Linked DNA regions of Sus scrofa: regions 1, 3 and 4 are each linked to region 2. A link is a contact called in public Hi-C and HiChIP or PLAC-seq data. All regions are on one chromosome and are shown on one strand. Each heading gives the region's core, a stretch centred on a gene start, on an enhancer-like site or on the middle of the called end of the contact. The rest is flanking DNA. Distances are from core to core; before and after follow the strand shown.

Evidence for each region. A called contact is a pair of places that touch in the nucleus more often than the background predicts. HiChIP or PLAC-seq counts read pairs in DNA pulled down with a chosen protein or histone mark.
Region 1: a contact with region 2 is called in an H3K27ac HiChIP or PLAC-seq map of alveolar macrophages. The contact joins the enhancer-like site here to the promoter of SRGAP1 in region 2. A contact is called at or near these places in 6 of 47 Hi-C or Micro-C datasets (embryonic fibroblasts, fetal heart ventricle, fetal skeletal muscle and 3 more) and 2 of 2 datasets of contacts at active chromatin or transcription factors (alveolar macrophages and skeletal muscle).
Region 3: a contact with region 2 is called in a Hi-C map of embryonic fibroblasts, with 1.8 times the contacts expected there. The contact joins the enhancer-like site here to the promoter of SRGAP1 in region 2. A contact is called at or near these places in 1 of 5 promoter capture datasets (liver), 5 of 47 Hi-C or Micro-C datasets (embryonic fibroblasts, heart right ventricle and skeletal muscle) and 2 of 2 datasets of contacts at active chromatin or transcription factors (alveolar macrophages and skeletal muscle).
Region 4: a contact with region 2 is called in an H3K27ac HiChIP or PLAC-seq map of alveolar macrophages, with 11 times the contacts expected there. The contact joins the enhancer-like site here to the promoter of SRGAP1 in region 2. A contact is called at or near these places in 1 of 5 promoter capture datasets (liver), 5 of 47 Hi-C or Micro-C datasets (alveolar macrophages, brain, embryonic fibroblasts and 1 more) and 2 of 2 datasets of contacts at active chromatin or transcription factors (alveolar macrophages and skeletal muscle).

The regions. Positions count from the first base shown.
Region 1 is chr5:28,552,433-28,557,436 of Sscrofa11.1, forward strand. It overlaps SRGAP1 (SLIT-ROBO Rho GTPase-activating protein 1), which reads left to right. Exons shown (of 22, transcript XM_021091938.1): 11 at 1,289-1,316. Among named protein-coding and RNA genes, the nearest start is that of XPOT, 120 kb to the right of the region's middle. Within about 2 kb of position 3,324, at least 3 of the 83 cell types and tissues checked have an H3K27ac peak or open chromatin away from gene starts, as enhancers often do. A contact at or near this core is called in alveolar macrophages, where this site is marked.
Region 2 is chr5:28,298,963-28,304,668 of Sscrofa11.1, forward strand. SRGAP1 (SLIT-ROBO Rho GTPase-activating protein 1) reads left to right here and starts at 1,993. Exons shown (of 22, transcript XM_021091938.1): 1 at 1,993-3,019. The coding sequence starts at 2,953.
Region 3 is chr5:28,449,588-28,454,546 of Sscrofa11.1, forward strand. It overlaps SRGAP1 (SLIT-ROBO Rho GTPase-activating protein 1), which reads left to right. Exons shown (of 22, transcript XM_021091938.1): 3 at 1,849-2,011. Among named protein-coding and RNA genes, the nearest start is that of SRGAP1, 150 kb to the left of the region's middle. Within about 2 kb of position 1,929, at least 32 of the 83 cell types and tissues checked have an H3K27ac peak or open chromatin away from gene starts, as enhancers often do. A contact at or near this core is called in embryonic fibroblasts, where this site is marked.
Region 4 is chr5:28,535,439-28,540,571 of Sscrofa11.1, forward strand. All of the region lies in intron 8 of SRGAP1 (SLIT-ROBO Rho GTPase-activating protein 1), which reads left to right. Among named protein-coding and RNA genes, the nearest start is that of XPOT, 140 kb to the right of the region's middle. Within about 2 kb of position 3,168, at least 3 of the 83 cell types and tissues checked have an H3K27ac peak or open chromatin away from gene starts, as enhancers often do. A contact at or near this core is called in alveolar macrophages, where this site is marked.

The sequences.
Region 1 (5,004 bases), core at 2,074-4,573, 250 kb after region 2:
CCTGGCCTCGCTCAGTGGGTTGGGGATCTGGCATTGCCCTGAGCTGTGGTGTAGGTCGCACACATGGTTCGACTCTGGAAGGAGGAAGGAAGGAAGGAGAAAGAAAAGAAGGAGGAAGGAAAGAAGGGACATCAACCATAAACACATTCAAGCTTGAAATTAGCTCAAGTTCAATCATTTCAAAGTTATGAAGCATTTCATTTCTAAGGAATTATCATTAGCATCTTTGCATTTTAGCATCTTAGCATCTTATGTTTTGGTTTTCCCTTTTACTCTGTGGACATGAAATAGAGCTGGGCATGAAAAAATAATTCACTTCTTAATTAGTAAGTAAAATTTTAAGAGTAGTCAGAGTAAGTATTTCTATCAAGAACAGGATAATCCTGGGTTATGGGTCTTCTTTTTTTTTTTTTTTCTTCCTTCCAAATGTCTTGCAGCAATGCAAAAATACAGAGCTATTATTTAATAGCAAGCCACATAAGAACCTCATGTTTTAAATGACAGAGAGTTCTATGAAAGTCTTTTAGCTTACAAGTTGGTGGACTGTAGCAAAATTTAATGTCCTTGTACTTTAATATCTGCTAATGTCACTTCCGATTGTAAAATGCAACTTCTCTCCCTGATTTCATATTATAGAAAGAACACCAATTTAATCTAAAGGAAATTGAGTTTTCTTAACCCTGCTTGACCTGTCCACTTCTCTCCCACAAATATCTATCACATCATAGTAACTAACATTCGAATCTTGGGTGTGTTTTACTTATATTTCATCTTTGAATTTATGGTTAAGATCAAGCAGCTATTTCTTATTTTAAAAAATAATAATAAAGAAAACTCCCTGCCTCAAATTGCCAAGAGACATGTGTTTCTCTAATCCATAGAATGTATTAAATTTTATGTATAGGTTTTTTTGTTTTTGTTTTTTCATTTTTGGTCGCCCTACAGCAGATGGAGTTCCTAGGCCAGGGATCAGATCTCAGCCACAGTCAGGACCTAAACCACAGCTGTGGCAACGCAGGATCCTTAACCGACTGTTAAGTGAGCCGGGGATCAAACCTGCGACCCAGTGCTCCCGAGACACCAACCATCCCATCGTGCCACAGTGGGAACTCCAGGTTTTGTGAAATATTTACTTTGAATTTTTTTGTCTATATGTTGTCTTCATGGTCTCCACCATAAATGCGTAAGTTCTTATAAACTCTGCATCTTAAAATAAGGGACAAAAGATTGCCAAATGCATTGCACTGATTCCATTCGATTCGCTTACTTTAATTTTTTTTCCCTACAGGTCACAAAGCTGAATATATGACTACAAGGTAGGAAAATAGTTCTTCATAACTCATATTGTGTCTTACTCTCTTTTTAATGAGAAGCAACTATTTAAATGCTGCAAGAATGAACATATTTTGTTAATGAACACAGAAGATAGTTCAGCTTGGCAAAACAGTAACATGAAGTGTTTGGGCTTCTCACAAAAGCAAATTTGCTCTGGCAGATAGAAGAGTTTCCCAATGGAATTGTAAAGCTCTTTAATGAGCAGCCACAGTTTGCGGAAAAAAAAAAAAAAAATGGATAGGTTTGGTTTATCTAATCCAAAACACTTTTAAGTTTCTAGAAAGAGTCTGATAAGATTTTTGATAATTTAATTAACAAGCAATATTACATGCATATCTACTGTATCTGACTGGTTACTTCTTGCTCCTGCTTTCCCATATCTCATATACAAACTAGAGCTATGGTGAGTATTCTTCAGACTTTAGCTTTGCACCTGTTTGGTTTACTTTAAAAATTTAACTTTTAGTTCCTAGAACCATATTGCGTTTTCTTTTTTGTTGTCTTTTTTTTCCACTTTTTTTAATTCTTAGAAGGATTTTGAAGCTACTGCTGAGAAGGAAAAGCCTTTTTGGAACCAGATTCTGGTTTAGGTTGGGGAAAGTTTGTGACAACTTTTATTTTTCTATGTCAACATTTGTGCCACAGCCAGAAATTATTCTAATTGACAGCAAGATTTTCCATTTTTAAAGTGGAGTTCTTTTTGAGATTCTAGGCATTTATAACACTGGTGTTTCTGTTGCAATAATTGGCAAGTTGATTTTTAAGGTTCTATAATGTTCCTAAATAAATTGAAAAGAAGCCCCTCTTACTTCTTGGTGAACCAGCTAGAAAGACTGCAGCTACTGACTTGTCTAAACTTTGCAAAAATCCTGGGGTTTTTCTTCCCTATGTTAGTAACAAAGAGGGAATTACTCCTGAATAGTAATTATGTAGCTTTTTTTTCACATATAGCGTCCCTTTGCACTGTCAATTATTTTACCTGTTATTTCTAAATTATGATTAATGTCAGGCATTTTTTAAAGATTTTTATTTTAAAACGGAGTGCAAATATATACATTTGCAGTGAGAGCTATAGTTGCCAGACAGATTTGATATTCACATTACCCTGACTGGTACTTCCTCTCATCCATACTGGCATTCTACATAGGAAGCCACATTATCCCGAAGTGTGTAGCAGGCATGCAACCACAACGAGTTGTACAGTTCGAATGTTGAGGGAATGTTGAGTCTGTGCACCTGATGTGTACGTGGTAGAGCCGGAACCATCCGCACGCCAGTCTGCCTGCCAAGTCCCCCTGCCATGGGAAGTCCTTTAATAAGCAGTTTGTTGGTTTGTTTATTGGCTGCCCCATGGCATATGGAGGTCCCAGGCCAGGAAGCAGATCCAAGCTGCAGTTGCGACCTACATGCAGCTGCCCAATGCTGGATCCTTAAACCGATTGTGCCAGGCCAGGGATCGAACCTATGTCATGGTGCTGCCGAGACACCATAGTGGGAACTCCTCAGGCAGTTTATTTTCATCTGTAATCCCTCTCACAGCTTTAGAATCTTCACATTTCCCTTATCGTTGATGTGTGTCAGAAGAGGCAATTTTCAGGCTTTTTTGGAAGAAGACTCAAAAGACATACCTTCATTAGCCCCAGCCAGGAGTTACTCTGCATCTCTCAGCAATGCAGAAATAATTATCAGGTGCCATTCAGGGCTTTGGCTCCAGCTGCAAGATTTACTTGTCCCACGAATCAGTAACCAAACCAAACAAGCCTGTATTCCTATTCCCTCAGCTTTATCAGCTGCTCCAGTTAGCGTCCAATGTGAAGTTCTTTTGGACCTCATAGGAATAACCACATTTTCTAGTTTCTATATTTGATGCCTCACTATCTTGGGGCCTTGCTAACCCAGGAGGGACTGCCTCTTGGAGGGTTAGTCACTACCTAGAGATAGTAAAGGGTTGTTTACAAGTGCGCCTTTTGTATACAGAGCAACTCATCCTGAGCCCATCCTCTTAACCACTTCCTTTATCAAGTCTTCACACTCAGGCCACTGTTCCCCTTCCCCAGCCACACAAAGGCCAGGTTCCAGATAGCTAGGGATGGCTTCCACGCCCCAGAGCTCACCAGAATTACTCAAAGTAGCCAATCCTCAATCTACTCTGCCTTGCCTGTTCCTTCCCATGGGAACCACAAAAAAGGCTCTTGCCCACCTTTTCCCTCGCTCCTCACTGCCTCTGCCTACTGGCTGGTGACCCTGGTGCCTCCCCATGTGGCCCTCCGTGTAGTGGCATTCCCTCTCCTCATGGGAACTGTAAATAACAAATGATCTTTTCAGTGATGGTTGTCTTCTGCTGGCCTCACCATACCTGAAGAAAAATAAGGTCTCTATTTTAAAACAGTTATAAAATAATGAAAAGAGTGGCTGAAATCAAGCACGTGTCCTTGGTGGGCTGTTGTTTTGTTTGTTCATACCCACCAGATCCTTTCCTCTGTGAGTGGCACAGAATTCAGTGTATAAAAGCAATTTCAGAAATGTCAGCCGTGGCAGATAATGACTTGCTGCTTGGTGGAATTTTCCATATTTGCTTCTCGACACTTGCAAAGGCTCCTTTTAACCTCTCAAGCACTGTGGCGCCTCAGGTGTTGCTTGCTGTACACCCCATTGGTCGTGTGAGCCCACCCGCCAGGAGAATCTCAGAATTTGCTAGCAAGGGCTATATCAGCAAGTTTGTTCCCCTCCCTCTCTTGATTGCTTGTAGTAATATCTTATGAAGTTAGCCAGGTATCCATGTAAACTCTTGGGCTGTTGTTTCTAAACTGGTCTTTCTGAACTTTAATGAACTGAAAAAGGCAATTCTTCCCAGAGAGGCGGCAGCTGAATACGAGATTTTACCTGATTTCCAAGTGCGGTGTACTCCCTCCTACCAGCCTTCTAATTAAGGAGTTTACATTGGAACGTCCAGAGAGAGGTCTTGGGACTCTCCTTCCATGTACTCCTTTCAGCACAGTTGTAGAAGTTGAGTCACATAATCCTGGCCCTCTTTGCTCTAAAGGGAAAGGATGGAAGGGGCTCCCCTTCTCCGGTTACAGAGCAAGATGATGCAAGGTTTCAAATATAGTACATGGTACATTGGACATGCATATGCTAGAGAGACTGACATCCATCAGAGCAGACTGGAGATGCAGAGGCTCCAGCACAGAGTAAACAGGTACATCGCAAAGGTCTACACGGGTGCTCTACAAATAGTTAGGTGAGGCGATGAGCTAGTTTGTTTTAAAGAAATGACGACTCATGTGAGCCTGGACCCAGTGCCTTCAGAAATACCCTTGAAACAAAACTGTTTTTCATGTGTGACCCATGAAGAGTTGCTTTTGCATAAAATAAAATTCCGTAAATACCTGAAGGATATTGGGCAGATGTGATGTTATTTGCATTGAAGAATTATGTTGTACCTAAAAATATTATATTCAGTTTCTCCAACTGAGATCTGTCAGAGCCCTAGTTTTTACGGTCTGTCGTGTCTTCTGTGTGACTTGTAAGCTGAATAACACAAACCTTGGTTTGTAAGTCTTGGCCAAACAGCTCGCAATTCCATTGGGCAACGCTTACCGTTTTTAAAACAAACTGGCAAGCAAATGTCAGCTACGACATGCAAGAAAAGAGCAGCCTTATTGAAAA
Region 2 (5,706 bases), core at 743-3,242:
TTGATCTCTGGGCACCCTGTCTTTGGAGCGCATAAGTACTACAGTGATCTAGGTCTAGACTCAGCCAATGATTCATTTTCAGGGGCTGCATTCTCCGTTGCCAAGGTGTATTTCTCAGGCACAAATATGAAGTAAATTCCAGTAGCCCGTGGATGGATGATATGAATCACATTTAGATTTGACTACAATTATCACCAAGGTGAGTGTCTTGTCTCTGGTCTCTCTAGCCCCATGGCCAACTCATCCTTCCATCCTGCCAACAGTTATCTTTATAAAACATGCATATGATCATGACACTTCTCTACTTAAAAGGCTCCCTGCTGTCTGCAGAATTGTGTCCAAGAGCTTGGCTCTCTCAGTTGGCCCTCACCTTCCTTCTCAGCCTCTGCTTTGGATATTCTGGCTCTTCACCCTACACTCTTACCTAAGACAGCGCCACATGAAATTAGGGCAATCGAGAATTCTGTAGCTAACCTCCTCTGTGGCAAAATGGAAAGGAACAAATAATTTTTTATTGTTTCCTTACATTCTCTCCTGTTGATATAAAGTAAAACATCTGTCATCGCCTGTCAGGGATCTGGTATTTTTTTATTTTCTTTCTTTTTTTTTTAAGGCCACATCCGTGGCATATGGAAGGTCCACCTGAGCCACAGCAGCTGCTGCAGCACACTGCACCAACCCGAAGCTCCACAGTAGCCCAAGGTGCTACAGTGGGATTCTTAATGCACTGCGGCACAGCAGGAACTCCCAATCTGGTATTTTATTTGTTTGTCTTTTTTTATCTTGTCAGGGGCACACCCTCGGCATATGGAGGTTCCCAGGGGTCAAATCGAAGCTGTAGCCACTGGCCTGCACCTCGTCATCCACTTACACCATAGCTCAGGGCAATGCCGGATCCTTAACCCACTGAGTGAGGCCAGGGATGCAACCTGCGTCCTCATGGATGTTAGATTCATTTCTGCTGAGCCAGGACGGCAACTCCCCCATCTGGTATTTTAGAGGAAGAGGTCTTGCAGCTCATTTCAAACTCCCCCAGAGAAGGATGCTGCTGCTTCTCCTGAGAATGCGACCCTTTCCCTAAGGTGAAAACCTACGTCCTACTCATCCTTTAAATTCAGTTCAAATACCATTTCGCTGGGAAGCCTTTCTTCTCAAACCTCTTATGCGGTCCCAGTTTCCTCAGGGCTCCCAGAGTAGTGAGCTCCCCTACAGCATTATTGTACCATCTGTAATTACTCATTTATACAACTGTAGATCGTGAGACTCTTTAGGGCAGGGTTCTACTCTCTGAATCCCTAGCTCTTAGCTTGATTTTTGGCTTGCTGTAAGAACTCAAAATGTTGTCTCATGAATGAATGATGAAAGTCTCAAAGTCCCTTCACTCTTTAGATCTCACAGGGAAAACATCTGATACTGGACACGCCTTTGGACACAGCACTTTGATATATCAGGCTCATAATATTTGAGAAGGAAAGGTCCCTTCAAAACCTAATGACATCCTAAGCGTGACCTGTTCCCCCACCACACCTTTCCTGCCATCGTAACCACCCCCTTCCCCCAAGATAGGGAGAATATGATCATGATTTTTCTCCGCCCAGATCAAAGAGCTTCGCCCTTCCTTGATTCTTAACAGCCAAGACGTTCACAATAGACTCCAGGGTTTCTGCTGGGTTTGGTGACATCTTCGAGTGACATCTTTCTTTCGTGGAGACATCCAAATCTGGATCTCCCCACCGGACTCTGAAAAGAGCCCCACTACAGCTCCGACCGGCGGCCGAAGACAACCCGCCTGGTCAGGAGGGGTTTTCCAGCTGTGCAGGCTGCACAGCCCCGGGAGGCGCTGGGGGCGTCGCCCACGGCCGCCGGGCTCCGCGCGCAGGCCCGGGCTGCGGTTGGCCACAAGAGGCATCCATCTTCCCGGACGAGCGCGGCGCTTCCTCACCGAGCCGGGCGGGGGCGAGGGCGGAGAAGGGAACGTGTGGCTGAGCCCACCCCTCCCGCGAGCCCTGCCCCACCTCGCCGAGCGCCGTCCGGCCGCCCGGGTCGCTGCCGCCCGTAGCTCGCTCCCGGAACGCCCAGGAGCCGCGGGGCCGTGAGAGCGCCGGCAACTTCGCAGCCGCCCCGGGGGCGCGGCTCCACCGGGTGCGTGTGCGAGTGTGCCTGTCGCCGGCGGCCTCCTGGGGGCAGCAGCGGAAAGGGGGACGAGGAGAAAGAGGCAGCCTCGGCGCACGGTGGCCCAGGAGGCAGAGGCCCCGCGTTAACGCCGGCGGTGGAGGCACAAACTCCGCCGGGGCTGCGACCAGGACGTGTTCTTTAGGCGCGGCAGCCGCCCTCGCGGCCAGCGCTGGGACTTGCTTTCGGATCGCGATTCCTCTTGCCTGCCCGGGGCAGTAGCAGCCGTGTGTGCCCACGGAGGAGCAGCGGCCCCGGCAGCAACATCCCTAGTCCGGGCGGGACCCCTGAGCGCCGGAGTCGGTGGCTGGAGCAAGAAGGGAGGGTCGCGGCGCCCGCCCTCCTGGACTGACCCTGCCCGGCGCTCCCCGTGCGGGTTGCTAACAATGGTGCGGAGCGCCGGCGCGATCCCCGCGTCCGCCCAGCGGTGGTAGAGGAAGTGGCCAGCTCCGGGTGGGGTGGGCAGGGAGACGCCCCCTGCCACTCGCTCGCCGGAGTTTGCCGGCGCACCAGGCCTCCCCGGCCCCGAGCCCTGGGCTCCCCTCCGCATCACCGACGGCAGCTGGATCCGGAGAGTATGGTGCCAGCGCCTGGGTTAATCTAGTCCTCGGCTCGCTCCTTTTTTTTCCTCCTCCTCTTCTTCCTCCTCCTTTCCCTCCTGTCGGTGCTGCCTCTGGGTTCACTGCGTGTGGGAGTACAACTCTGCCTCTCCAAGGAGACTGATCTGTGACCCCCTAACAGAACTTGCCCATTGAAAGCAAACCCAGTAACAGCTGGATAATGTCCACTCCGAGCAGATTCAAAAAGGACAAAGAGATCATAGCCGAGTATGAAAGTCAAGTCAAAGGTAAGAATGGGAGCGGCTGCCCTGCTCCTTTTGTGTGCTTTCTTGTCATTGTGCTCTGGGAGTTGCATTTCTAACTTGGGGTCTGCGTTGGAGGAAGGTTGTGAGGGACAGCTAGGGTGCCTGGTTGAGCCACCCGGGGCTTCGTGCAAGCCAATCCCAGTCGCAATCCTAGTCCCGTCAAACCCACGGGGAGCTGGAAACTGGGTGGCTTTCCCCAGCTGCCAGCGCGCAGCTCCAATAGGGTAAACCTGGCTTTAACTTAACAACCTTAAGCCGAGCAATCTGCAGGGGAGGCAGGCAGCAGCAGTGGTTGTCATCACCATCATCCTTATTATTCTTTTTAAACAATGCCATTGTCACAATGTAGTTTTTTTTTTTTTTAAGGAGTCTTTTTTCTGAAGTCTGGACCCAAAGTGATCTAGAGCTTTATTGAGTGCAGGCAATTTTCAACATTTGCACTATTCGCTAGTTTATCAGGGTGAGTCCCCCTTTTATAAAATTACTCCCCCAAAGCCTGTCAGTTAAACCAAGCAGGCACTAGTGGAATCTGACTCTTCCTTTATAACGGGCCGGAATTCAGTGCCATCTTTCACATTCACACACGGGAATATTGCTTTATCATTTGCTGGAGGCCACTGGCATGTAAAATGAAGGTTTGAATATTTGAGTAGTAGTTTTAACCCACTTACGTTGCCAGCTAATGAGGGAAATCTAATTAAGGTTCATTAAACATTTTTACTTAATGTGCCTTGTGGTTTTAAAAAATATGTATTTCCTCTCCACTACAAGTACTTTGTGTTGCTGTCGAAGTGTTTTGTAAACATATATTTGTTGTTTTTTTTCTCCTCCTTTGTGGTTTCTCATGGGTAGCTTGTCCCACCCGTTGAGACAATGGATGGAGTGTTCAGATCACTGCTGTTCTTTGGAATAGTCAATGCAAAGTTGATAAAAATTGCTTTGTAGCCACCTGTGTTTGTACATATACAATCTTATGAAAGAACTTCAGAGAAAGGCGTTTCTGTACTTGCCTAGGGAAAGGCAGGAGCAGCCTGCGGGTCCTTTTGTGTGGTCAAGTTGTGAAGATGCCTAGAGTCCTTTGAGAGGACCTGGTGGGGGAACCCTCTGTCACTCTAGTGTGAATCTGGACGAACTCTTCATGGCCAGGGGCAAACACAATACGTAAGCCCAGGGACTTAGGTTTCCCTTGGGTTCACCCCGATAATGGAGTTAAGATGAACACTACTCAGGAAACAGATTTTTATCTGCTTGCAATTAAGATAATTTTATACTCGTAGGAACTGGTTACATTGACATGGAAGTTATATTAGAATAGAGAAGTAATTATTTGCTTAGAGACAGGTAAACTTTCTAATGAGCCTAACCTTGCTTTTCTTAACGAGTCCAACACAGCCGAAAATCTTGTATTCGAAGGTAGAACTCTCGTTGGAAATCACCATTTCTCTGTGCAGTTTTTCCACGTGGCTCTTTGTGGCAGGTCTTTGAAAGGAGGCAGTCTGATTTTCCTGCAACCTGGAGACTGACTTGCAGAATGTACTTCCAAGTATTGGTTTCGTTACTTCTGCTCTAAGGTCATTTGTCATGATCCAGTCCTAATCTGAAAAATTCTCTTGATTAGTCTCTTTCTGAGTATGAATTCTATAGTTACATGGTTACTTATATGCTTTGAGAGTAGAGGCCCTCTACGTTGATTTAAAAATCAATAAATGGGATGTGTTGCAGTGTTTTAAATGTACCCATCGAATCCAATCCAAGGAAAAAGTATGAACATGGTGAAAATTATTTTTGGCACAAATTCCCTCCCACCAAAGGGGATCTTCTCTCTCTTCCCTTTAACCTCGTCACTTACACAGACCTGTGAGTCCTCAGGCTGCTTTATTGCTCTTTACTACACTTGATCTGCCCTTCTCATCAGAACCTGTGTCCAGGCTCTGATCAACTTCCCCTGCAAAACTCACACATCCTGTGTCTAACCCAGATCCTTACATCCATATGCAAATATGAGAATGGGGAAATACAATGGAATTGGATCATACACACCTCAAATGGCACAAATTCACCTGTCTTGCTAAGCAAAATCAAGAAGAGAATGGGAGAGAAATGAAAGTTGAACAGTGCATGAGGCCAACTGTCCTGTGCAGTGAGAATAGCTCCCTTATTAAGGACAGTTTCAGAGGCAGGACTCTGTTTCTTTTTGAATTGAGCCTCTCTTTAAGGGTGAGTGTCTCACCCTGGCAAAGTACTAGTCCACTGGTTAAAGATACGTGGTTTTGAAACAACCAACTATTTCGGTTTATTTCATGCCAGAAAAAACAAAAGAAAGGTAGCCTATTTTATTACTGGAGGGAAACATACCTGCATTGGACTTATTAGGGGAAGACATAGGTCTGTTCTCAATGAATAAAGCCACATATATTGGACTTTCTAGGTGACTGAAGTGTATCTGATTTCAGGAGTCATTTTTGATTATATGTGGCTTTTTAACCTTCTGACTTGAACCTAACACTCTGGAGTATTGTCCATTCTTATTTTATTTCATTTCCCTAATACCATTTGCATTTATATCTTAGTTGCTGAGATAAGGGTTTGACCTAAAAAAAAAAATGACTCCAGATGTGCGAATTTTGCCTCTGAGGCTGCCTACGTGTGTTTAGGGAACCGACTTCATG
Region 3 (4,959 bases), core at 679-3,178, 150 kb after region 2:
ACAGAGTAGGAAATGTTCTCGAAGAATTTATGGGTTACTTCAGCATCAAGGACATGCATAAAAGTTAATGTAAGGTAACATTTGCCTCTTGGGCTGAGCGGTTAGAGACTGACAGTAGTAGGCCTTCAATATTCTGCCATAGAACCACTGCTCTTGCCTGATGGCTTTGAGAGAATAGGAGGGTTCTCTAGGTAGGGGGTGTAATTCTTACTGTGCCAGCTGGGAGAATGGGAGACTTCTGTCATGGGTACAAGTGCCAGGATGCTAGATCAGAGGTTTCTTCCCTTACACCCATGCCTACGTCTCTGGGCTATGTCCTCTTTCTTCTAGAGGAGGTTTGACTTAATGCAGCATTAAATCCCAAATCTGAGGGACTTACAGGCTGAAAGACCTTATTTAATAATTTCTTTTCTAATTTAATTAATATTCAGAATCATAAATCATGAGTAGTAGAATAATATGTCTCATAAAATAGCATTAATGTCCCTGAGTTAGGGTAAACATTCGGTGTCTTTCTGCCATTTTAGAGTTAGGTTTTAAAGAAAAAAAAAAAAAACAAAAAAAAACACAGTGCCTTTTTTTTTTTTTTTTTTTTTTTTTTTTTTTTTTTTTTTAAAGCAGTAACATCTGTTGGTCACTGCTTTTGTTTGGAGTTTTTCTTTAAGATTTTTTACGAGTTCTTTTGTGGTTTATATTCACATGTCACTTTATTATCTAGAATAAAACAAGGAGTGGTTACAGATCTGAAAGAGCTTAATTGGTTTTGAAAGGACATGTGACAAGTCCTAAGCCAGTCAACTTCTTGGTTCCTTTTTTTTTTTTTAAATTTTTTTAGTATAGTTGATTTACGATGTTCTGTCAATTTCTGCTGCACAGCAAAGTGACCCAGTTATACATTTACATATTCTTTTTCTCACATTATCCTCCATGACATTCCATCACAAATGATCAGATATATAGCTCCCTGTGCTATACAGCAGGATCTCATTGCTTATCCACTCCAAATGCAACAGTTTGCAGCTACTAGCCCCAAACTTCCAGTCCCTCCCTCTCTCTCTTCACAACAACAAGTCTGTTCTCCATGTCCGTGAGTTTGTTTCTTTTCTGTAGATAGATTCATTTGTGTTGTATATTAGATTCCAGATATAAGTGATAGCATATGGTATTTGTGGTATTTGTCTTTCTCCTTCTGACTTACATCCCTTAGTATGAGAGCCTCTGGTTCCGTCCATGTTGCTGAAAATGGCATTATTTTGTTCTCCTTTGTGGCTGAGTCTGTTCAGGAGACTCGAGCCAGGGCTCCAAAGTCCTGCTGCCCAGGAACACTTCTGGGGAGGCTGGAGGTTATGTATCAGGGCATTAGTAAATCATCCAGAAATTTATGTTCCATGGAAAGTATACCTAGCCAGATCTCTTTTCCAACAACAGACTGGCCATTCAAAGCAGGCTTTGTGTTCAGTGGTAAACCACAGTCTGCCTGCGAGACAGCAGTCAATAGATTGTTATGTAAACATAAACTGCTTTCTCCACTGGGGTGTTTAAAGCTAAAGGCCTGCCAGAGTCCTTGGTATGTTCGGTCTCATAGCCCTCGTCAGGAGTGTGGGTTTGGACTGGTTGGTCTTGGTCCAAGTTTTTTCTTCCAAGGCCAGGGAGTTGCTGGCTTGGTGCCATCCCAGCCTGGAAAGCCCTTCTTCTGGCTGTGGAGTGTCTCGCTCTGAGCCATGCCCAGAGTAGAGAGAACAGGGACAATGTCTGTCTGTTGCGGCTTCTAGCTTGCTGCGGTGACTTCCATCAGCAGAGTGGGGCAGCTCTGAAATTGACAGTGATTCTCTTTTCTTCCCTTCTTAGGAAGGACCAGAACTTGTTGTCTCCAGTGAACTGCTGGTATTTGCTCCTGAACCAAGTGAGGAGAGAAAGCAAAGATCACGCCACCTTGAGTGACATATATCTGAACAATGTGATTATGCGGTTCATGCAGATAAGTGAGGATTCCACTAGGATGTTTAAAAAGGTATGTGCCATCATTCCTTCCAGAGTATGCCTTCCTGTAACCGCCTGCCCGTAACCAAGCCTGAGAGGGCTCTGCTGCCTTCATTACTTAATTGTAGTCCTTTAATACTAGGTTCAAAAAATAAATGGGAGTTCCCACTGGGGCTCAGCAGGTTAAGAAACCAATATAGTGTCCGTGAGGATGCAGGTTCAATCCTGGCCTTGCTCAGGGGTTAAGGATCCAGCGTTGCCATTGCTGCAGGTCATGTTGTAGGTCACAGTTGCGGCTCAGATCCAGTGTTGCCTTGGCAGGTGGTGTAGGCTGGCAGCTGCAGCTCCAGTTCGACCCCTAGCCTGGGAATTTCCATATGCCGCAGGTACAGCCTTCAAAGAATAACTAAATAAACAAACAAACGGATATTTTAAAGGCACAGAATAAAAAGTTAAAACCGAGTAGGCATTCTCATAGAGTTGCAAAGCACTGAACCTGTGCCCTGAGCAATGTGAGCAGAATCTTGAAATGAGACGTTACCTGCAAATTGCACCTCTGTTCTCAGGAACAGACTGCCTGTAGTTATAAAAGAATCAGACCAGAGAGGAAAAGCTTTAAGTTCTGTGTTTGGGGCTCACACACGATCAGAGAGAGACTTGTGAAGAATAAGATAACCAGATGGACGGCTCTCTTGGGGAAAATGTTATTATAGTTTCTTTCTCACCCCCACCAACTAGCTGTGAGAGAGTGATATGAAAAAAATTCCACAGGGCACGGAAAATTCAATCCCTTACATGACATGCCAGAGAGCTTCCTCCTTCCCAAATCCCCTTAAAAAAAAAAAAAAAAAAAAAAGGAACTGGGCTTTAAGGCTTCTTATCATGGTTATAAGTCTCAGCCAGCTCACAGCAATTTTTTTTTGTTGTTTGGACATTTTTGTTGAGAACAATAACAAAATTGGACCATTTCCTGTGTAGAGAATGCAGCTACTTTCCCGATGAGACTGGCTTTCGGTTTTTATGTTTATGGGACAAGGGTTCTCCCCACCTCCTCAGCTTCATACCAGTGGTGTTTGGTGCCTGTGTCAATATCTGTATCTCTACTCAGTAAGTGATTATTAGTTTCGGAAAGTGGGGGGAAAACCACCTTGTAGATTAACAACATATTTATATTTCAAAAAGACCCCTTAAAACAAAGATGTAGTGTTATGCACGCCAGCTGGGAGATTTTGTAGTCATGTTTGATATTTCCACATTCGATTTGATTTCTAACCTAAAAATGGAATTTAGCAAACTCTTCAGCTGTCTTTTGCTTTGTTAAATGGGGGGGGGGGAGGGGGTTCAAACAAAAGGAGAAATTTTTTTAAAATTTGGAAGGACACGTTAATTAACAAGAAGGAGTGCCCGTTGTGGCTCAGTGGGTTAAGAACCCCACATGGTCTCTGCAAGGATGTAGGTTTGACCCCTGGCCTCGCTCAGTGGGTTAAGGATCCGGTGTTGCTACAAGCTTTGACGTAGGTTGCAGATGTGGCTTGGATCCAGTGTTGCTGTGGCTGTGGTGTAGCCCTCAGCTGCAGCTTCAATTTGACCCCTAGCCTGGGAACTTCTATATGCCACAGGGGTGGCCATAAAAAGAAAATTTTTTTAAAAAGAAGAGGAAGAAAAGAGACATAGCCTATGTGTCTTAAAACAGAGGTTAAATAATAGTTTAGACTGAGCCATGAAAGTGAAGAAATTTTCTCGTGTGTCAGCCAAGACCTCATTTGGACTTTTTTTTAAATTTTATTTTATTTTTCCTGCTGTACAGCATGGGGATCAAGTTATTCTTACATGTATACATTTTTCCTCCCACCCTTTGTTCTGTTGCAATATGAGTATCTAGACATAGTTCTCAATGCTACTCAGCAGGATCTCCTTGTAAATCTATTCTAAATTGTGTCTGATAAGCCCAAGCTCCCGATCCCTCCCACTCCCTCCCTCTCCCCCACGGCAGCCACAAGTCTATTCTCCAAGTACATTTGGACTTTTTGGATCTCATCTTCGATGAGCAGGAGATGGTGTTAGATCTTGGAAAGGCTACTTTCATGAAGAAAACCTAGTCCTCCTATTCAGGGAGGTCACAGATTATCCGAATTTGTGTGGTGCTCTGTGATGCTTCCCAGTCTTGGGGATGCTGGCAACCTTTCAGCCAGGGCCTCTGGGACCAGCCCCTCCATTGAGTTCATTTATGTATCCATTCAACAAAACATCTCTAAAATCCAGGCTGGGAAGCAGAGTTAAAAGACACTTCCTGCCTACAAAGAATCCATTACGGTAATTAACAGGTACCCCCGCTAAGTTATAGAAGCTTGAAGGCTAGAGATCTTAACCTTACTGAGGGGCCAGGAAATTCTTCACTTGGAGCAGGACCAGTAGGAGCAGAGGGTGGTCATCAAGCAGACAAGGACAACTATTCCAGGGAAAGCAGAGATGTCCAGGGAAGGGAAAGATGTTGGTGTGACTGGACCAGGGGTTGTATGGGAGTGGCTGAGTGATGGGGTGTGAGCCCAGAAAGGACAGCCATGTAAAAAGGGACTTTGGGAGTTCCCATTGTGGATCAGTGGGTTAAGGACCTGACGTTGTCTCCATGAGGATGCAGGTTTGATCCCAGGCCTCGCTCAGTGGGTTAAGGGTCCAGCGTTGCCCCATGCTGTGGCGTAGGTTGCAGACGCGGCTCAGATCTGGTGTTGCTGTGGCTGTGGTGTGGGCCGGCAGCTGCAGCTTCAATCGGACCCCTAGCCTGGGAGCATCTATATGCTGGAGGTGTGGCCATTAAAAAAGGTGGGGAGAGGGATTTTGTATGTCTCGCTCAGATGTAAGGATTTGTGTTTTGTACATCAAAGTCAAGGTCTTCTTTAAGTTGATGGGAACTTAGGGCTGAGAGTCAAATGGATTTGGATATGAATCCCAAGTCTTGTACCTTTGTGATCTTCGAAGATG
Region 4 (5,133 bases), core at 1,918-4,417, 240 kb after region 2:
CTCTGCTTTATCACTGCGCTATTGTTCAACTGCCTTTTCTCTGTTCTGCATTCTTTGTTCCCTTAGGTTCATTGATTAATGAGACCTGTTCAAGGACAAGCATTGTGGCCAGCCTTAGATCACAACATGTCTTAGGCCAAAATGGCTTCTCTTATGTCAAGAAAGCCATTCCCGGTTCTCTTTCCCTGGAGATCCCCCCTAACCTATCTGCTTACATTTCTACCTAGGGTAGAGAAATCACATCTCCCCTGCCCCCAGATTTCCTGTAATACCAATGACTGCAGCAAAATCCCATGTCGTGCACACATCATTGATCAAACCCTTAAGGGCAGTTTTCAAATTCTTCTATGACGTGGTGTAAGATGTGAAGCTTAGTAACCACTTAATCATAATTGCTGTGTCTGATGATTTCTGTGACTTTACCTTCATTTTTACTTTTGTTTCTTACTTGCCTGAAACCTACCTTCTAATGATGAGGTTGACACTAAAAAGTTATGTGAGGCATTCCCAGTGGTTAAAGATCCAGCGTTGCCACAGCTGTGGCTCAGATTCAGTCCCTGGCCTAGGAACTTTTGTATACTGCAGGTGTGGCCAAAAAAGCAAAAAAAAAAAGAAAGAAAAAGGAAAAAAAAAAAGCCCAAGTGAAAAATAATGGCCATTTAACCCTTAAATGATAGCATTGGCCAAAATTGAAAACAGGATCAAATAGGATCAACTGTTTTTCTCTGAAAACATGTATTTTTAGAAGCACTGTGTATGTGAGTGTGTTTATACATATATATTTCAAATAAGCCTTAACTCACCTAAGGGAGGTCTTGGTCCAGAAAAATACCAAGCAGGATGAGGAGAGTTCCTGGAAAGGGTCTGAAAGTGATGGGTAGGACAGGGCATCCCAAAGAAAATAGCAGAGGTCTGAGTGACTGTCAGCAAAGAAACCCCATATTGTTGGTGTGTGCAGAGTGTTTGCTGGCATCTGTTGATTTAGAAGGAGGGAGACTTCAACTTCCACCATTCATTCAGGTCGTTTTCACTGCTCTCTTGAGAATCGGCTGTGTTCCAGGCAGTGTGCTGGTTAAGCTGTCCCTGACCTCAAGGTGCTCCCACTGGAGAGAGAAAACCGAGCCCCTCTGAACAGTGTGGAGGAGGTGCTTGTGAGGAATGGATTTGGGATTATACTCCCTGGACCACTTTTAGAAAAGAGTCCACTCAGATGGATCACTCAGTCAGAATCCGGATGGGCTGCAGGAAAACAGGCTTTTCGGAAACATGGCTGAAGCCAAGATGTTGTTCAGAGAGCTCTAGGCAATGACGACGTTTGCTTCTCTGGGTTCAGTTGTATCATTGCTGAGAATGAAACTTGTTCAAAATTCATGAGACCCAGTATTTTATAAATATCCCCTTCAATGCAAATACATAGATTATTAGTGTGAATTCCTCTGGAATGATGACATGACCCCTCCCCAAAAGCAGGGGAAAGGGGGCAGCAAAAATTGGACTGTGTTTCCAGATCTGGCACCACCTTACCCAGCACTGACAGGGTCCCTGGCATCTGTACCCCCATTCAGGTATCAGGAGCAAGAAAAAGCCATGGCCAGATGCTCTGCCACTGCCCTTCCCTTCTGTGGCCTGTACTGGTAATAAGTTTCTCTTCCCTTGGCTAATTAACCATGGCATGAATCCAGTCTATATGTGCATGAATGTGTGTGTGGTCTCTTTCTGCTAATCTTGTTTCTTTCTGCCAGTTTTTAATACATCTGAAATGACACAGTGCTGTAACTGAAATACCTACAAGGTCAGGGATGGCAAGGAAGGAGTAGTTAAGTCGGGAGGGGAGGACAGGGCTTGGGGTCACCTTCACATATGGAGTGATGAGCCTTAAAGGATGAATAGGCCTGCAGCAGGTGCAGGGTGTAAGGTACAGGGGCATAACGTTATTGTGGCATATTTTAGGGGTTGAATTGTATTCCCCTAACCTTCATATTGCGAGGTCCTAACCCTTAGTACCTGAGAATATGACCTTATTCGAAGGCAGGGTCTTCACAGTGGTGATCAAGTTGAAGTGACTTTCCCCTTATTATAAGGACATTGATACTTTCCCCATATTATAAGGGTCACTGATATCCTTATAATAAGAGGAAAGTAAGACCCAGAAGCCAGATGGAGGGAAGGCAGTGTGAAGACACAGAATGAAAAGACTAGAGCCATCTATAAGCCAAGGAGGCAGGGACACCTCCTTCCCTCGTAGCCCGCAGAAGAAACCAACCTGCCCACATCTTGAGCTCAGACTGCTGGCCTCCAAGACTATGAGGCAGGAAGTTTCTGTTGCGGTACTTGGTTTCAGCAGCCCTAGAAAACAAACGCAGTTTGTTTAGAGAACGAAATTTCTTTTTTAAAAAAATTGTACCATTAGTAGAGTTGCTTTACAATGTTGTGTTAGTTTCAGGTGTATAGCAAAGTGATTCAGTTATGCATATAGATATACTCATTCTTTTTCAGATTCTTTTCCCATGTAGGTTAGTTTGGCGTATTGCCTAGAGTTCCCCGTGCTCAGAATGAAACCTCTTGTTTGCTCTCATAATGGTAAGGTCCTGGGAGCAAAAGGCAAAAGAGCCAGTCTACAGAAGCCCCCACAGACGTCTGCTCTCTGCCATCATTCATTTTGAACCATATCTCAAGAGACCAGGCCACCTGGACCCTCCTCCAGGGCAGTGTATTCTTGAGGTTTTTCATAATTCCTTGTCACATTCCTGGCCTCACCTGCAACCAAACCCAACTGTGTTTCCCTGTTACTCATGAGGAGTCATTACGAGCCTCATATGAGCCGTTTCATATTTGCCTCATTATATTCCCCCTTGTGACTTACTAACATGGCCCATGTGTGTCAGAAGCCAGTGTTATTCTTTGTCAAGAGCATCCCGTGGGATTAATATAGTCATAGCCATTGTGTCTGGGGGCTTCTGTCACATCCTTTATTTTCCTTGACAATTCCAAATTTAACTGTGATACATGCTTCTGAGAAGGAAGTTGAAAAAAAAGGAAGAAAGAAAAAAAAGCAGTATTGTTGAGATTGACAGGGAATCACATGACTGCTGCTGGGTCCATAGTAGGGCCACAGTCTGTGGCCTGTTACCAAGGGCTTGGGTGTGGCACCCACCAGGTCACTGGACAGGTCTCTGCCAGGCAGAACTGGCCCTGGGACACAGCTAAGCATAGCTAGGTCTAAGTCACAGGTCTGCTATAGGGTCCACAGCCAGGACCAAGGTCTGCTGGCCTGCCTCTAGGAGCACAGATGGCATTCCCCCTCTTGGTCCCTAGGTAGACAGGACTGTTCCTAGACCACCACTGAGAGGGACTAGATCCAAGTTACAGGGCTGCTTCAGGATCCAAAGTTGGACAGGTTGGCAGGCCTGCCTCTGGGAATACAAATGGGCGTCTCTCTTGTTGGGTCCCTTGGGCCGATATAAACTGCTTAAAGGCCATTGCTAAGAGGTATTAGAACCAAGTTAAGGGCCACTTTATTATCCACTGTTGGACCGAGGTTGCTGGGCCTGCCCCTGGAGCACAGTTAGATGTGTCTCAAGCCTGGTTTCTGGTCAAGCAGAACTGACCTGGACTACAGCTGGGCTTGTCTGGAACCAGGTTATGGGACTATTTTAAGATCTGCAGTTGCACCAAGGTCAGCTGGTGCTCCTCTAGGCAGAGACAAGTATGCCTCCCAGCAGGTCCCTGGGTAATGCGACTGTTCCCAGACCAGGGCTGAGAGGGACTGGAACTGCATTATGAGCTGATAACAGGGTCCACAGTTAGGACCAAGGTCAGCAGGGCTATTACTGGGGACACAGGTGGACATGACTCCTCTAGGGTCTCTGGATGGTACTAATGGCAGGACCAAGCCCAAATAGGACTGTAACTGAATCTCCAAGGGGTTGGGGCTAATTTGGGGTCTGTTGCCAGGACCAAAGTTGGCAAGCCTGCCATATGAGCAGGGGCCAGCTTTCTCTTATCAGTCCTCATCAGTCGTGGGTTCCATTGAGATTTTACAAGCTCCTATCTGGATCTCAAGCTCCCACAAATGCACTTTTGTCAGGACGGCTGCCAAATTATTGTTGCTGTGGGGGTGTATGAACAGGGTGTATGCACCTTACCGATGTCCCCTCCGTGATGATGAGTCTTTTCATTCAGCCTATAGATATCTAATCAGGACTTCCTTAAGGTAACTACTTTAATTTTAGTTTTTAAATCATCTTTAATGTGCTTTTTTCCAATATCTGTCCTTTGCATTTTGCATATCCTCAGGAATAATGACTAAGTCTGTTAAATTTTTTGCCTCCTTTTAATATTTACTCCCTCACGTGACCTCTTTAAAGCTTCTGACCTAGCACAGATCACTGTTGTTTCTTCCCTAAATAGTAATTTGTTGTTAAAGGGGGGAAAAAAATAAATCAGCATATTTCTACTTCTTGTAGTGGTGGACGGAGTCACTCAGCTGATTCTTTGACATTTCCCTATCCAGGAGGAGGTACATGGCCACGCCTGAAACCCATGACATAGGAAACCATATGTTCCCAAAAAGAAGAGGGTCAAAATGGTTTGAACAGAAGTAAAACCCAGTGATTCTGAACTATTAGTGCCCCTAGTGGCTTAGAAAAATAAACATTTCTCTCAGGATGATAATAACTTCACCCTAGACCTCAAATAACTTGGAAAAAAAAAATGTCCAACAAAGATAACTAGGTACATAAGGAGATAAGAAACCAGGAGTGATAGCCAGAAGAAATAACAGGCAGTAAAAATACCTCCATGGGAACCACATATTGGATTAATCAGAAACAAAATGTAAAAGAGCTTTTTAATGTCTTCAAGGAGATAAAAGCCAAGCTCAGATTTCATCGGGGCATCATTATAACCTATAAAGAGTGAAATAACCAATTTGAAATAACACCACACAGAAATTCTCAGAGCTGAGAAATACATGAACCTAAATTAATAAATCAGGGCATGGTTTTAACATCTGATTAGACACTGAAGACTGAAATATCAAAATGGAGGACAAAATAAATCATGAAAGAACAAAAGGATAGAAAATATGAAGAGAAAGGAACGATACAGAAAACACATATTGAGCGCACTAAT